Regions from separate parts of the Mus musculus genome. Here regions 1, 3, 4 and 5 are each linked to region 2. The links are chromatin contacts, called in public HiChIP or PLAC-seq and promoter capture Hi-C maps. All regions are on one chromosome and are shown on one strand. Each heading gives the region's core, a stretch centred on a gene start, on an enhancer-like site or on the middle of the called end of the contact. The rest is flanking DNA. Distances are from core to core; before and after follow the strand shown.

Evidence for each region. Promoter capture Hi-C pulls out the DNA fragments that hold promoters and counts their contacts. HiChIP or PLAC-seq counts read pairs in DNA pulled down with a chosen protein or histone mark.
Region 1: an H3K4me3 HiChIP or PLAC-seq map of forebrain shows a contact between it and region 2, with 5 times the contacts expected there. The contact joins the promoter of Jph4 here to the promoter of Rnf31 in region 2. A contact is called at or near these places in 18 of 39 promoter capture datasets (the 3T3-L1 cell line, the C10 cell line, the HPC-7 cell line and 9 more), 1 of 15 datasets of contacts at CTCF or cohesin (embryonic stem cells), 3 of 484 Hi-C or Micro-C datasets (cortical neurons, embryonic stem cells and forebrain), 15 of 115 datasets of contacts at active chromatin or transcription factors (VIP interneurons, bone marrow-derived dendritic cells, bone marrow-derived macrophages and 8 more) and 2 of 9 other capture datasets (adipose tissue and embryonic stem cells).
Region 3: a promoter capture Hi-C map of liver shows a contact between it and region 2, with 2.1 times the contacts expected there. The contact joins the enhancer-like site here to the promoter of Rnf31 in region 2. A contact is called at or near these places in 7 of 39 promoter capture datasets (3T3-L1-derived adipocytes, cranial neural crest, embryonic stem cells and 4 more), 5 of 484 Hi-C or Micro-C datasets (cardiomyocytes, cerebellum, cortical neurons and 1 more), 9 of 115 datasets of contacts at active chromatin or transcription factors (bone marrow-derived macrophages, embryonic basal ganglia, embryonic forebrain and 6 more) and 2 of 9 other capture datasets (adipose tissue and embryonic stem cells).
Region 4: a contact with region 2 is called in an H3K27ac HiChIP or PLAC-seq map of embryonic stem cells, with 7 read pairs. The contact joins the promoter of Nynrin here to the promoter of Rnf31 in region 2. A contact is called at or near these places in 5 of 39 promoter capture datasets (the 3T3-L1 cell line, the HPC-7 cell line, cranial neural crest and 2 more), 1 of 484 Hi-C or Micro-C datasets (embryonic stem cells), 3 of 115 datasets of contacts at active chromatin or transcription factors (embryonic stem cells and epiblast stem cells) and 3 of 9 other capture datasets (adipose tissue, liver and pancreatic islet).
Region 5: a contact with region 2 is called in a promoter capture Hi-C map of embryonic stem cells, with 4 times the contacts expected there. The contact joins the promoter of Thtpa here to the promoter of Rnf31 in region 2. A contact is called at or near these places in 14 of 39 promoter capture datasets (the 3T3-L1 cell line, the C10 cell line, the HPC-7 cell line and 7 more), 18 of 115 datasets of contacts at active chromatin or transcription factors (bone marrow-derived dendritic cells, bone marrow-derived macrophages, cardiomyocytes and 9 more) and 4 of 9 other capture datasets (embryonic stem cells, liver, macrophages and 1 more).

What each region holds. Positions count from the first base shown.
Region 1 is chr14:55,115,497-55,118,239 of GRCm38.p6, reverse strand. It overlaps Jph4 (junctophilin 4), which reads left to right and starts at 1,305. Exons shown (of 6, transcript NM_177049.5): 1 at 1,305-2,249.
Region 2 is chr14:55,590,489-55,593,188 of GRCm38.p6, reverse strand. Rnf31 (ring finger protein 31) reads right to left here and starts at 1,447. Exons shown (of 21, transcript NM_194346.3): 1 at 1,117-1,447; 2 at 874-1,020; 3 at 573-728; 4 at 297-356; 5 at 114-183. The coding sequence starts at 1,305. Psme2 (proteasome (prosome, macropain) activator subunit 2 (PA28 beta)) reads left to right here and starts at 2,168. Exons shown (of 11, transcript NM_011190.3): 1 at 2,168-2,347; 2 at 2,662-2,694. The coding sequence starts at 2,300.
Region 3 is chr14:55,147,391-55,150,208 of GRCm38.p6, reverse strand. No RefSeq gene overlaps it. Among named protein-coding and RNA genes, the nearest start is that of Gm46455, 5.9 kb to the left of the region's middle. Within about 2 kb of position 1,523, at least 80 of the 459 cell types and tissues checked have an H3K27ac peak or open chromatin away from gene starts, as enhancers often do. A contact at or near this core is called in adipose tissue, bone marrow-derived macrophages, cortical neurons and 2 more, where this site is marked.
Region 4 is chr14:55,852,736-55,855,446 of GRCm38.p6, reverse strand. It overlaps Nynrin (NYN domain and retroviral integrase containing), which reads right to left and starts at 1,332. Exons shown (of 8, transcript NM_001040072.1): 1 at 1,021-1,332. The coding sequence starts at 1,218.
Region 5 is chr14:55,093,200-55,096,047 of GRCm38.p6, reverse strand. Thtpa (thiamine triphosphatase) reads right to left here and starts at 1,264. Exons shown (of 2, transcript NM_153083.5): 1 at 42-1,264. The coding sequence starts at 588.

The sequences.
Region 1 (2,743 bases), core at 56-2,555, 470 kb after region 2:
TAGCTCAGCAGACACACAAGCCTACAGCCTGAGCTCAATCCATGGATCCTAGGTGAGAAGCCAGATGCAGTGGCCCACATCTAAGCCTAGCACTCCTAAGGAAAGATGGGAGTCCACAAGAGGATCAGGCCAACTAGCCTGGAGTACATTACACAGAGGAGACAAGAGCTATCTCAACAAGACAGAAGACAAGGACTTCCTCTGATATCTCTCTCTCTCTCTCTCTCTCTCTCTCTCTCTCTCTCTCTCTCTGACACATGCACACACCACCACCCCACTAATATATACATAGTGTGTAGTATGCACACACATGTGCCTGTGTGTGTGTGTACAAGAGAAATCCCTGTTTATTTCGATCTTCATACTCTTTATTTTACCAAAGTACCCAATGTAACCCTGACTTTAGGGGATGCTCCCAAGCACAGACATCTGGAAGAACTGAAGGGCTCGAAAGACACCAAGCTGCCAGCTAGAGCCCAGTGATAGAGCACGCGCTTTATCCCAAGAACCAGAATTCCGTTCCCAACACCAACAAAAATAAAAGTCTGCGTTTAGTGTTCTACTTCTAGCTTTGCCAACTTTGCCAGTGTGCCCCTTGGTGAATGACTTCCCCCTCGGGGCTCTGGATCTCTTTAAATCAGGTGTGGGGATGAGGGGTGGGCAGCGGGGACTAGGTCCTATGGGGAAAGAAAGGCAATTGAGCACACTGGTGCCTCCTTCCCTGTAAACACGCAGGGGCAGGCCAGAGGAAGCTGAGAAGGGAGGGAATGCAGTACGTGAATACCTGTGTGGTCTACTTGTGCTGTCAATCTGGAGAGTGGACTCGAAGAGGTCGATGATGGGCTTAAGGGGCCACAGCAAAAGCCTGCTCAAGCAAACTTGTGTAATTTGCTGTGTTGTGAAAGAGAAGACTCCAGAGCCCTAAGATCTTGGTGGCCTCCTCAAATTTGAGCCCCCTTAATGAACATACCAACACTCCCTTCAGAGGGCCCATCCTAGACAAACTGTTGGTGTCCGCGGAATATTGTGTGCATTAGCTTAGTGGGGCCTCCAGACAGGGCCCCATCTCAAGCTACCTCTAAAACTGTGACAGGGTGGGCGCTGTCTGGTGGAGGAGTTTGAGCTGAATGGGCAGAGGTATCCACGTTCAAATGCCTCCTGGCTTCCGGCCAAGCAGCTGGCAGGTTCATCCCTCTCCCCAGGGTCCTCATAAACACCACTTCCGGACCTCCTGTCTCCATGTGGGCTCTTCCTGCCGGGATTTCTATTCTCATGCCTGCCCTTTCTCTGCAGAGCTTTCTCCCGCTCGTCGCGAGCCTTATTTCGCTCTCTTCTTCTCCCTATGTGATTCTGCTCCCCTCCTTCCCTCCACCCTTGACTTCTCTCCCTAGCTATCTCTCAAGAGTCCTGGAATGGGTCTCCCTCGCCATCTCCCATGCCGGCTATATCTCCCCCTGCCATAGCTCTCACCCCTGCACCTCATTCTTTGTATTCCTCTCGCACTCCCGGTCTCCCCAGCATCTCTCCTCCCCCGCCTGGCTCTGGCCTCCCCCTGCCTCCCCATCTTAAGACTCCTCCCCCTAGCTCCTCTCCCCTCCCCTCCCTCCACCTCACTCCACTCCCTGCCTGCATGCCACGGTTTCTTTCCACCGTGGGGGTCTCTGAGCCTTCCATTCTCCTCTCCGCCTGCCTTCTCCCTCACCTCAGGGGTAGCGAACCCCCTTTTTTTCTGCCTGAGCATCCTCGCACCACCCCCACTGCCACTGACTCTCTCCCCACCCTCTCCTCTCCGCTTCTCTCTGCCCCTTTAAATCTGCCTGGCCCAGCCTCCCCCTTGATGCTGGGTTTGGAGCAAACATTGATTTGTGCTGGGATGGAATTGGAATTTTGATTTTTTTTTTCCTCTCCCAACCATAAGAAGAAAAAAATAAAAACACCCCTTCTTGATAGCCCCCTCCCCTTTCCCATCCAGCCCCCAGCTCCTCTTCGCTGTCTCCGTTCAAGACAGATTTTTTTCCCCCTACACTTATTCTCATCCCCTCCACCCTGCCACTACCTCACCCCCCACACTAGCCTGCACCTTCAGCCGAGGAAAAGGGACTCTCCCATAGCTCCCCCACCTTCCTTCTCTGGGTTGTAGCAGTCTCTCCGGAAGGGAAGGGGGCTTGGCTTGTCCTGGTGAGGTGTGAGTGGAGGGACCCTGCCATGGAAACTGCGCCTGGGAGGCAGCCTGAGCCCCAGCACACATGGTGAGTAACCTGTCCCCTCCCTTTCGCCAGTCTGCCCATCCCTACCCTCATCCCCCACCCCACCCCCAACATCCCCATTCTACCATCGGCCCACCTGGGGCCGGCTTTCTAGCTAGCTACATTTTTACCCCCTTGCCTCCCCCGCACCCGGGTTTGCTAGCGGAGCCAAAGAATCCAGGCAGAGGGGTCCAAATCGCCAGGAAAGCAGGTGTCGGAAGACCCTGCCCTGGCCCCTCCCAGGTCCCCCACCTCCAACTGCCATCCACGCTCCACACTCTGGGGTTCTGGGTTGGAAAAGTAGGACTCGGGATCAGCGCTGGGACCCCAAGTCCCGGGAGGCGCCCTCTACAAGTTGGGAGGGATGGGAAAGCCCCCTTGCCCTCACCGCTTGGGAGCTGCTAAAAGATGCTGCCTAGGGGGGATGGGAGGAGGGCTGGAGGGCGGTGCTGATGCCCTAAAGCTACCGGCAGGGGAGCGGCTGGCAAAGAAGGGGA
Region 2 (2,700 bases), core at 198-2,697:
CATATACATAAATAAATAAATCTTAAAAAAACAACAAATACAAGAGGAAAGAAAATCCTACATTTGCACCAACTCAGTCTAATATTTTTCTCCCGTAAAGAAGCATACAATACCTTGGGCAGAGGGGCGGGGGCCAGGAACAATCTCCCTCAGAAGGGGGTGAAACTCTGAAAGCTGCAGCATCTGAGAAAGCAAGCGGAGCGTGGGCAAAGTGCTGGGGGCACAGAATCCCATAAACTCAGCCCCCCCCCCCCCCCCCCGTGTTCCATGAACAACACCCTTCCTGCCTTCCTTACACCATCTTCAACGCTCTCTCTTAGCAGCTGGTCCAGTGCATTCTGTCTGGGATGAGTATTCTGCAAACAAGATGATGAAAAGAATTCCCACCTTGAACAACGTTCTCCCTGTAAGCCCTGATCTCCTAACATTCCAGAGGGAGAAAGTGTAACAGAAGCTTCCAGGCTGGCTGCTGCAGCAACAGAATTTCCCTGCACGGGGGTGGGGGTGTCTCAACGTGCCTTGGGGCTCCCAGTCAAGTACTTAAAATCCTTAGAATCAGAAGGTCATCTCACCTGCAACAGCAAACTGAGCTCGGTGCGAAGCAGCAGTACTTCTAGTGTGACAACAGCAACCTGGTATTCATCTGGTTCCTCCTGCCCTTCGGGGAAACTCAATCCATCTGGGCGCTCCTCAGTATAGCCATACAACCGTAGTACATCCCGGCCACCCTGGCACACATTCAGGACCCGGTCACCATCTAACAGACCTCCTAGGCAATAGAGCTGGTCCCCCACTCAGCACACCCTCAAGCCTTTCTGGTCAACCCTAAGCACAGGTCTAGTCCCCTTCTCCGATAAGGTCCAAGAGTTTCACCTGCACAGCATCCACCGTGCTGCGAAAGACGGGGTTATTAAACTTCACTGAGCGCCAATACCGGGGCCGCTGCGGGCTGAGGAGGTTGCGACCATATTTTTCCAGGATGTTCAGGGCCGTGGATAGGGTGTTGAGGTAGTTTCGAGGCTGGGAGCATTCAGAAAAGCAGAGTCGTGAGCCTAGCCCACCTGGCCTCTGAGCCTAGGTCCCCTTCCATGGAGCGCCGGGCGGGCTTGACCTCACCTCCCCATGAGCGTTGCAGCGGACCAAGCGTCCGGCGTCCAGCTGCAGGTAGCGGGCGGCTGGTGGCAGAGAGGTGGCCAGAAGCGGCATGAGCTGCTCCAGGGGAAAAACCTGCGCAGAATCCCACCTCAGGGCGCTCGCCAGCTCCTCGCGGGCCGCCAGGAAGCCTCGCTCCTCGTCTCCCGGCATCCTGAGACTGGAGACAGGCTCAGCTTCTCTGCCCTCCAGGGGCTGGCGCAGGTGCGCGCGGCGCCACAGCAGCCCGGGTCACTTAAGCCACCGCCCCGCTCAGCCCCATCCACGGCCAGGGTTACCGGGAACAGGAAGTCCTGGCAGAGAGGGCGGGACTGTGGGCCACTTTAGAGGAAAAGGAGGGTTCGGAGTGACGGTAAAGCTGAGATCAGGAAGGGTGGCCAGGTCGCCGCCAATGAAGAAGCCGCGGCCCGGGCTCCTCCCATAATGCTACGGAACCTTTTCCTTCCGAATCAGGCTCTCTTCTTCGCCTTCCCTTAAACTATCCCGCCCCTTCCGGAGGGACCCACCTCCCATGCGAGGGGTTAATTTTGCCCAGAGCTTTGCTATCTTTATTTCCATAGTGTTGGTTCTGTTCCATTCCCCGGCGGGGAAGTCCCACCTTATCGGGGACCGGCTCTGGCTGCCCTTAGCCCGGCTCAGGCGGGCTCCTCCCTTCTCTAGTCTGTCCTGAAGGGAAGGCAGTCCCGCTCGTCCTGCTCCCTTCCATCTTGCCAGGCTTTCCTCCTTCTTATCCTTCCTACTCTCTCGGATCCTACTTGGTCCCCTCCTCAGTCTAGCGTCATGGAACCCCACCTCTGGGTACCCCCTTTCCTATTGTCCCACCCTCTCTCAGTCCAGTACTTCCCCTGGACGGTCCATACTATAAGCTCCGCCCTTCTCGAGAGGCCGCCTCTATTTGAGTCTCCGCCGTCCCACGCTTTCCTAGCTCCTCCCTTGGACAGCCCCTGATGATGAAGCCAACACCGCCCTTCCTAGTGGCAACTAGCTGGGAATGGCTGAGGGGGTACTACTCACGGTTGGTGGCCGGCCAGGAGGAGGAGAAAAAAGGGAGGGGGCGTGGCTGAGGGGGGTGGGTCTGGGCCTGGAGAGTGAAAGCGAAAGCTGGGGCTGCTAGCCCAGGCTCGAGAGCTGCCAAGTGGGGGGAAGCATGGCCAAGCCTTGTGGGGTCCGCTTGAGTGGAGAAGCCCGAAAACAGGTAAATGGGAACCGAAGCCAGGAAGGAGTGAGAAGTCCTAACGGAGATAAAGCTCGGTGCTCCTGGGCACCAATGGGGCCTTGCGAGCGAACTCCACCGGCCTCTCTTTCTTTAGGGCTTTCTTTCACTTCTGCTCAGGGATTGCCAGTGCCGTGTCCTCGAGCCAATCTGTGCACTGAGCAGGCTCCTCCAGGGGGAAACTAGCTTTGTGGGACAGGTTTGGGCTAGAGTTGGAAGGCACCTAGGTTGGGAGTGGGCCCTTATTCTATACAAACTAAACCCTAACCAGCATCCGGCTACTTCTGTCTGTGCAGGTGGATGTCTTCAGACAAAATCTTTTCCAGGAGGTAAGT
Region 3 (2,818 bases), core at 274-2,773, 440 kb after region 2:
AAGTGGGCAGATTTCTGTGAGTTTGAGGCTGGGCTGGTCTACTGAGTAAGTTCCATGCCAGCTGGTCTAAGCGTGCCTCCTAGGAAAACCCCGTCGTTAATTTAAAACACCCCTACTGCTGAAGACACTTCCACACCTTTGCTGCAAGATAGAAAGAAACGGAGCTGGGACTGAATCGGAAGCTTCCTCCCTGCTTGCCGGCTTCCGCGGTGTCCAGAGGCTCACGCAGGATGTGAATGATTCAGGCATAGGAAGCTGCCGAGAAGTAGGACTTAGGAAACCCAAGCTTTCCCTCGGAAGACATGGCTTCCCTAGCCAGGACAGACACCCTCGTCTTCAGAGAGAAATGGTGAAAAGGAGTATGTAGTGTGAGCATCCAGAGGAGTCGGGAACAGTGCGAACACCTGTGTGTCTGGAGGGCAGAGACGGGGCCTGTGACTTAAAAAGCAGGCTGTGAAGCTCTCTGAAGCAGGTCCATCACGTGCAGCCAAGCCAGGTAACTCCACATAGAGACCCAGGGCCCCAGGAGGCCTCTCGTGAGGGAAGAGATATGCCCCCACAGATATGTGCAGATACCGAGGCAGGGGGAGGGTCTGGCCTTGGAGTCTCAGGCACAACGAGTTGGAAGACTATGGGCAGCTTGTCTACAAGGTCTTCTTTCACCCAAATCCAACTGTGCCAGCTCCACATCAGCCCAGCAGCTCCTGTGTCTCTCAATATGAGGGTCCCATGTGCTTGTACTCCATCTAGGACTAGCTTCCCACTGAGACAGGGAGAGAGTGGTAGGGGACAGGATTAATCCAGGGCCCCTGGGGACTGGCAACCAGAAGAGAGGTGAACTCCAGCAATGCCAGGCCGAGAGACTGAAGGAGCTTGCAGGAGACCGCAATGTGAATGATTCCTGTCAGCTCCAAACCTACTCTGGCCACTCCATCACCCAGGGACTCCTGGTTACTAAGCAACCCCTGCCTTACCTACTACGTCTGCTCTTGTTCCTTAGCAACCCTTGCATAACCCAATTCCCTTGAGTTCAGAGTTGATATCTATAAATTATAAGTAGATGGGTGCTGCTCCAGCAATGGAGAGAAATTTTATATTAAATTCTGGTCTGTAGCTAGCGTCCTCATGAAGGCAACCAAACTCTTCACGTTGGCAGGCTCAGCCTTGGCTTCCAAATTATGCTTCTTTTGATATTTTATTTCCAAAACTGGACCTACCCTGTTCTCCTCCCACCCCTCAGTTTTCCTCCTTTCCCCTCTGAACTGTCCCTTCCTCTTCTCTACGAAATACATTGAAAGTCTTATATTTCCAGGGGCTAAGGGGGTTTCAGATGTTGGTTGATCTACCTTTTCTAAATACGGGGCTCTAAATATTCTAATACCCCTCTGGGGGATTCTTCTCCCCAAGCCACAACACAGATTAACCCCACACAGTGAGGGTAAGTGAACAGAGAATCAAGGCTCCTCCACTAGACCCAAGAGAAAAAGGATTCACACTTTGTGTGTTAGAGCACCCCCTGCTGGAATGCCTGCGTTATAACATGTCTGAGAAGCCGCCCTGTTTCAGGAAATTTCCTTTGGCCTGCTGGTCTGAGCTTGCCTGATGGTATTACAGAGAAGCTAGCCCACTGACTAGAAAAACAGCTCTAGCCTGGTGCAAGCAAACAGACTGCAGAGAGGAGGTGAGCCTTGTCTATGCTTGGTTCTCCTTACATGCCGTGTGCCTTTCACCCAGAGAGAGAGGGAGCAAGAGAGCCCTCACTCACTGGCCCCCAGAGTCACACTTTATTCCAAGGCAGTCTGAAGGAGCCGAGCTGACAGCAGATCCATCCCCTTTGCAGTGGTCTCTAAGCCTGTCCAAGTTGATTAATTCAGATGCATAGATTTGAGAGTGCAGAAGCCAAATGGACATACTTTCAAACCAGCCCCAAATCAGAGGCCAACGACCTTCAATGCTAGGTCCAAAGCAAAAAGAGAGGGCAAAGAAAAAGAAAAGAAAGATTAGGGGAGAAAGTCGATCCTCGTAGTGCAGGCCCGTAACCTTAGCTACTCAGGAGGCTGAGGTGAGAGGATCGTGAACTCAAGGCCAGCCTGAGCAACTTATGGAGACAATGTCACAAAATAAACATTAAAAAAGAGGCTGGGATTATAAACTAGAAGTAGAACACTTGCCTAGCATATGTGAGGTCCTGGGCTCAATGTTTAGTCCTGAAGAGGCAAGGAAGTAAAGAGAGAAAAGTGGGGCGGAAATGAGGAAGGCAGGCAGGAGGGAGAAAAAAAAAACTCAAGGAGAAAATGAGAAGCACACAATGCTTAAAATGCTGACAGTCAGCGGAGAGCTTAAGGATGCTGCTGGGCTCCTGTCATCCCCTCTCAGCTCCTCTGCTCCTCCAAAAGCCGAGGTGACTTGGGTGATCCTGAGGGTTTCCGTGACCGACCAACAGCAACAGACAGCTGCAGACAAGTCCAGAGAGAAAGCGATGGGACATGAAGTGAAAAGGCATGAAGACTCCGCTCCAAGAGTCGTTTGCCCTGGTATAGCCATGAGGCCTTGTCCCAGACCACATCATTCCAACCTTGGGCTGTGAATGTGTTGGGTTGACCTCACGAGCTGTCACAGAGCTGATTTCCTGGGACTGCCGATTCTATCTGAATAAACTCCAATACGGGTGGAATTTACAGTCCCATAATTCAGGAATGTGGGGAAGGGCCTCACCCAAGTTGGGGAGGGCAGAAGCTGGGGGAAGGGCAGACCTGTCAACAAGTAGATGGAGCCCCCACACCTCCCTCCCAAGGACTCTCCCCCCTGATAAACTGTC
Region 4 (2,711 bases), core at 83-2,582, 260 kb before region 2:
AGAACTGGAAAAGTGCTGATGCAGCAGCTTAATGGGCGTGTTTAGGGAGAAATTTCCCAGCCTCCCCTTCCTTCTGCTGGCTGTGTTCCGGGCCTCCCCTACCTAGGCCCTGACCAACTGAGATGTGGGTAGAGCTTCAGCCAAAGGGTTAAAGACTAGCTTGTATCCGAGAGAAGGGAGTCCAGAGCATTCCTACTGGAGAAGATAAGGGAATCTGAGGGAGTAGGGGGCCCTTGGGTGTGACTGAACCAGAGGGAGGAGCCCAGGCAGAGAAGCCAAGATGAGCGTAAAAGGGACAAGCTGCAACCTGGCCTCTCCAATATCCAGCTCCATACAGCAGGCCCTTTCATCTCAACGTCCATGATTCCCTGGCATCCCAAGGCACTGCCTTCCAGAACAGATGCATCCTACTCTGCCGGCAGGGTCCTAGGTTCTACAACCTCCACCAACCTACTCCTTCCTGACTCTGATGACTGAGGCAGACCCTCACCCTCTCTCTCTCTCTCTCTCTCTCTCTCTCTCTCTGAGTCCTACTGCTTCGTCTATAAACTGCCAACGCCACTCTACAAGTGTCTCTAGGGCCCTCCTCTGGTCCCAGTACTCAGAGAAACCGCCCAGGATTTAAGCAGACAGAAAGAACGGAGGCCTTCCAGTGTCTTGGTGAGAACAAAGACATATGTTGCAGAGGCCACAAAAATGCAGGCCCTTAAACTGATCCCAAGATGGAAAATCTGGGCCTGTTTCTGACCAGAGAAGGCTGGTAGAAAGAGACTCTCAGCAGAGGTTCTCTCAGCACACTTAAAGGACAGAAGTGACATGTAAGAGAGGGGTGGGGCAGAAGGGAAAGAAGGAAGCAGAGGGACAGAGCAGGGGCCCCGCAGATCTGGAGGGAGGGAGGCCCAGACCCTGCAAGCCAAACAGCAGGACAAGCTCAACACCTCTGGGGACTCTTGACTGTTCAGGAGAGAGGGAGAGGATCTGACTAGGAGGGAAAGGAAAGAACAAAACGAAGCTGTTTACCTTGGCTTTGCCCGTATTTTCCCGGGGCCCCTCCAGCTGCAGCCAAAAGTAAGGGGTGTCAGGACGGCTCTGGAAAGCGGTCACCTTGACCCTGAAGATGCGCTGGACTTGCAGCCGCTGCCGGTGTACCCGGGGCTTCGATTTTGTCTGCACCATGAACCATTCCTGCGCTGGGGGTTTACCCCCCGACAAAAGCATGGCTGTCCCTCCGGCCCCTGGAAAGCGTGAGAAGTGTCACGGGTCCCAGCACCGAGGCCCCCAGCCACCTAGCCCTGCAGCCTAAGCCACGCCTCCCCTCCTTGAGGCGCGCCCCCCGCCACCGCCTCCCTGCTGTGGGTTCTGCGACCCACCCGCCAGCGCTCCGCGCCCGCCCTCCCAGCTCCGTCCCTTTCCGCCGCAGCACGGGAGACAAACCCTTCCTGCTAAGGGTTGTAGCTAGGGGTGGGACCGAGCGGATTCCCGCCGCCCTTCCTCCCCCTCAACCACCACCCCCTCCTCCCCTTCGACCTCGAAGCCAGGCCCCCTGGATAAACTCGCCTGAGCTGCTGGATGGCTTAAAGGGGCGCTGGAGACTGAGGGAGGGAAGGAGAGGAGGCTGGGCGGGAGGGAGAGGGCCAAACAGGGTCTTGGAAGCAACTGCCTTCCACCCAAGTTTTGTGTTCAGGGGTCAAAGTTCCTTCCTCGAAGGAAGGAAAAGGAAGGATTGAAGAGTTGATCTCTGAGACCCTGGTTTTAGATTCCAAGCAGTGTTCTACACACACACACACCACATACACACCACACGCGCACACACACCACATACACACCACACGCACACACACAAACACATCACACACACACACACACATGATCCTTGGTCGTCTGGACTTCCCTTGAAAACCCTTTACTACACCCATCTCTTTGTGGCAGGAAAGGGTTAAGGGAAAATGGGGTGGAGAGACCACAGAGGCTAGGGCCTGTAGAAACTATGGGCTGGAGACCAAGCAGGACGTAAAGGGTTACAGCTCTGACCCCCACCCCCACTCTAGTCTGGGGACCGCCTGGAACTGGCTCTAGGCCCAGGCCCTGCGGAAGCCCCCCAGGGCTGGAGGGGCAGGGGGTTAGCTGCCAGAGTTTTCAGGCTCGGGTTGTTTAGGAGAACCCCTTTTTTTAGCAAGTGTGAGTTAGAGTGTGAGGAGCCAGTGGGAGGTAGGGTCTCCAATCATCCTTATCCACAGCCATATGGTTGGCATCAGTGGTCCAAGACTAGCCCTGGGCTGGGGACACTCTCAAAACCCGAGCTGCCTTGGAGACATGCTCAGTACAAAGAACACTTTATGTGGTCTTGTAGCCTGAAGTAGCCTGGCACTGGGAAGGCACAGTCTGCAGCTGGGGCCTCGAGAGAACCTTACTTTCCAAACAAACCAAGAGTCACAGTCTGACAGACACAAGTATGACCTGACCCACGGGAACAAAGGACAGCTATTTTTTTTTTTAAACTGAGTCCTTTCCTAGGACATCGGTGTTACAGAGCCACCGATGTGTGTATGTATGCAGGCCAGTGGGGAGGTGCACGCTGTGCAGAAGGGGCCCAGGGGGAAAAGATTCAGGTTACTGCCAGACTAGACTGGATGGTCAAGCCCCACCTTTACAAGGTCTCATCCCTGGAATGGAATTCAGAGAAATAAAAGGTGGGTCTGTGGGGTTCTGGG
Region 5 (2,848 bases), core at 15-2,514, 500 kb after region 2:
TCCCCCACCATGCTGCGCACACAAAGACCTGTCTCCCTCACCAAGCATGCTACTGACGGTGATGATCTTCTCTAGGGCAGCCGGGACTTCAGCCTTCTCGTGCACCATGGCCTCTACCTCACCCACAGCATAGCCGAAGTCCGCTGAATCCAAGTCTATTGTGAGCTGAGGCTCCTGTCCATGGGCTCCAGATAAGGCCAGCTTCCAGGAGCTTCGCGTAGTAATAAAACTAGCCACCTCCTGCAGCTTCAGCGAGCCCAGGACAGCAGCCACACCTGCAGGCTTCTGCTCCCCAGACCCGAGCAGTTCAAAGAGCTGGGCCACAATCGCAGCTTCCGATGTGACTTCCACATACTCATTGTGAGGTCCTGAGACACCTGTTACTCCAGGACATTTGAGCTCCCATCCACTACCTTCTCGTTGTCGCAGCCAGTGGTCAGACAGCATAAGGCTTAACTCAGAGGTATCATAGTATGTGTCTCGGAAGGTGACCCGGTGCTCCAGGGTGGCCCCCAACTCCTGCAGCCTTTCCTCCGTGTCAGGCCCTGGAGCGAACTTTCGCTCCACTTCAATCAAGCCCTGGGCCATATTAACCTGCAACCCTGTTTGCCAGGTATTCACTGAGTGCTCAAGGTGAGGACTAGTCAGCAAAGACGGACTAGTCCTGGATCAATTTAAGATGCATATACACTGTCCCAGAGCTCTGCTCCAGGTTCACAGGGCTCTACTTGGAGGTCTCTGCGGGCTGCAACAATGGTGACAAGTCTCCAGTTAAATCCTACTACTGATAACCCAAAAGGCTCCCTAGCAAACAGGCCGTAATGCTGATGACCTATCTTCTCGCTACACCTTGCTACCCAAGGCCAGTGATTCACTGCCCAGGATGATCTGCCATTCTTCGCCTAGCACCAAACAGCGGTACCTCGGGACACTCTTCAAGACCCCAGGGTCTCCTTCTCCCGGGACCCGGAAGTGGGGGAAGGGTGCCCACGCTACACCCGCGAGGAATGCCGGGAGCGGTCTCCGGCTCCGGACCTTAGTCCAGGCTCTTTACGCGCGAGACCGGTCCCAGCACTAGCGGCCATATTAGACCGGTGTGGCGGTGCCGATGACAAGCTAGGCCTGAGAGGTCTGTTAGGTTACGTGCGACCCAACCCGGTGGGCAAGAGAAGAGAGAGCTTCCTCTTGCCCGCTGTTCATCCTGCATTTTTCCTGGAGCCCAGGAATCGGCCAAGATCTCGAGCCTTAGCGTGAGCCTGGCATCCTGGGCCTGGTGCATGATGGGAGATGTAGTTTCCAAAGGACCACCTCACCTTTCCTGCCCACCGATCACTAAGGAAATCAGAATTAGTTTCAGCAAGCGGGACTCTACCTCAAGCTCTACAGGAAGGCTTTTGGGGGTGGCGAACGGGAAGAGTAGTTCCCAACCCCTCCCAGTGTAGACAGTGAATGCGACTGATAAAACACAAGCTATGGCTCCCCACTAAGTGGGGAGTTGTAATGGTTAGTGGAGTAATTCAGTGGTCACTTGGAATATTTTTTATAGTTGTTTTGTCTTTTGTTGCTTCTTGTTGTTTTGACACAAGGATCTCATGTAACCCAATTTGACCTGGAACTCCTCATTCCTCTTCGAGTGAGTGCTGGGTTACCTGTGTGAGCTGCCATGCCCTTACCTCTATCCTGGGATTTTCGAGAGGATAAATGGGAAACTTTCTGTCAATGGAGGAAGTGATGTTTTGAATGTGAATTAGAGATGTAATGGGACAGCTGGAGTGATGGATGCTCAGCACTTAAGTACACTTGCTGTGCTTACAGAGCTGGGATTACCTTCCCAGCACTTAAAGCGCAGGTGGCAACCTCTTTAACTCCAGTTACAGCGGGGTTCTTACGCCCTCTTCTGGCATCCTCCTGTACTGTACTACAGACAAAATACTGGTACATGAGAGTGTATGAGAGAGAATGAATGAATGAATGAATGAATGAATGAATGAATATGGTGGGATTTCTGGAGACCTAGGTGGGAATAACCGCCTGGGTAAAAGCCCAGAAACTAGCTACAGCACCTAGCCAGTATCTAAGCTGACGATGGCTTGAAGTGCAATTGAGTGGCGGGTTGAAAAGCCATGAGTGAGTGGCAGACTCAGTTCAACAGTCGCGGAGGTGGCATTGTTGGGAGTACGAGCAGTAGACAGGCAGAGTGCTGTGCTGCTGCTGGTTTCCCACCATCGGGGAAGCTGAGGCAAGAGGTGACAGCTTGCGGAGAGCCTGAGCTACAGACTGACTTACAGCCCCTCCTGGGCCAAGAGTGAGACAGGCAGGGAGCATCATGGGAACTTGGCACTTACAGACATGGCATTTTGAGCTTAGGAAGGCATTAAACAAACTCCTGCTTCTGGTCTATGGGTTGGATCTTATAGAACACAGAAAATACCAGTGCTTCAACAAGACTGAAAAGTAAAGCCAAGGATCTGAGTGGGGAGGGAACAAGTCCGAGACCCCATCTCTTCTCATTAGCCCAAACCTCACCCGTCCGTCCTCTTTTGTAGACCCACTTGCTCCTGGCCATGGTACAACCACCCTCTCCCGCTTCAGTTATATGAGGATTGAAGAACCAGTTACAAACTTTATTTACTGTTACATGGTAGAAACTCAAAATATTGGTTTCATAAGAAAATATGCCACGCAGCAAGCTTGGGCTCTGGAGACCACTGAGGGTTTACATCATGGGACTATTACTTATCGGCCATGCAATCTTGAGCTGGGAAACCTTATTTTCCTCTAATATAAAATATAAAATAAAGTCCTGTATACTCTGCTTTACAATCTTTTTTTTTTTTCTAAGACAGGG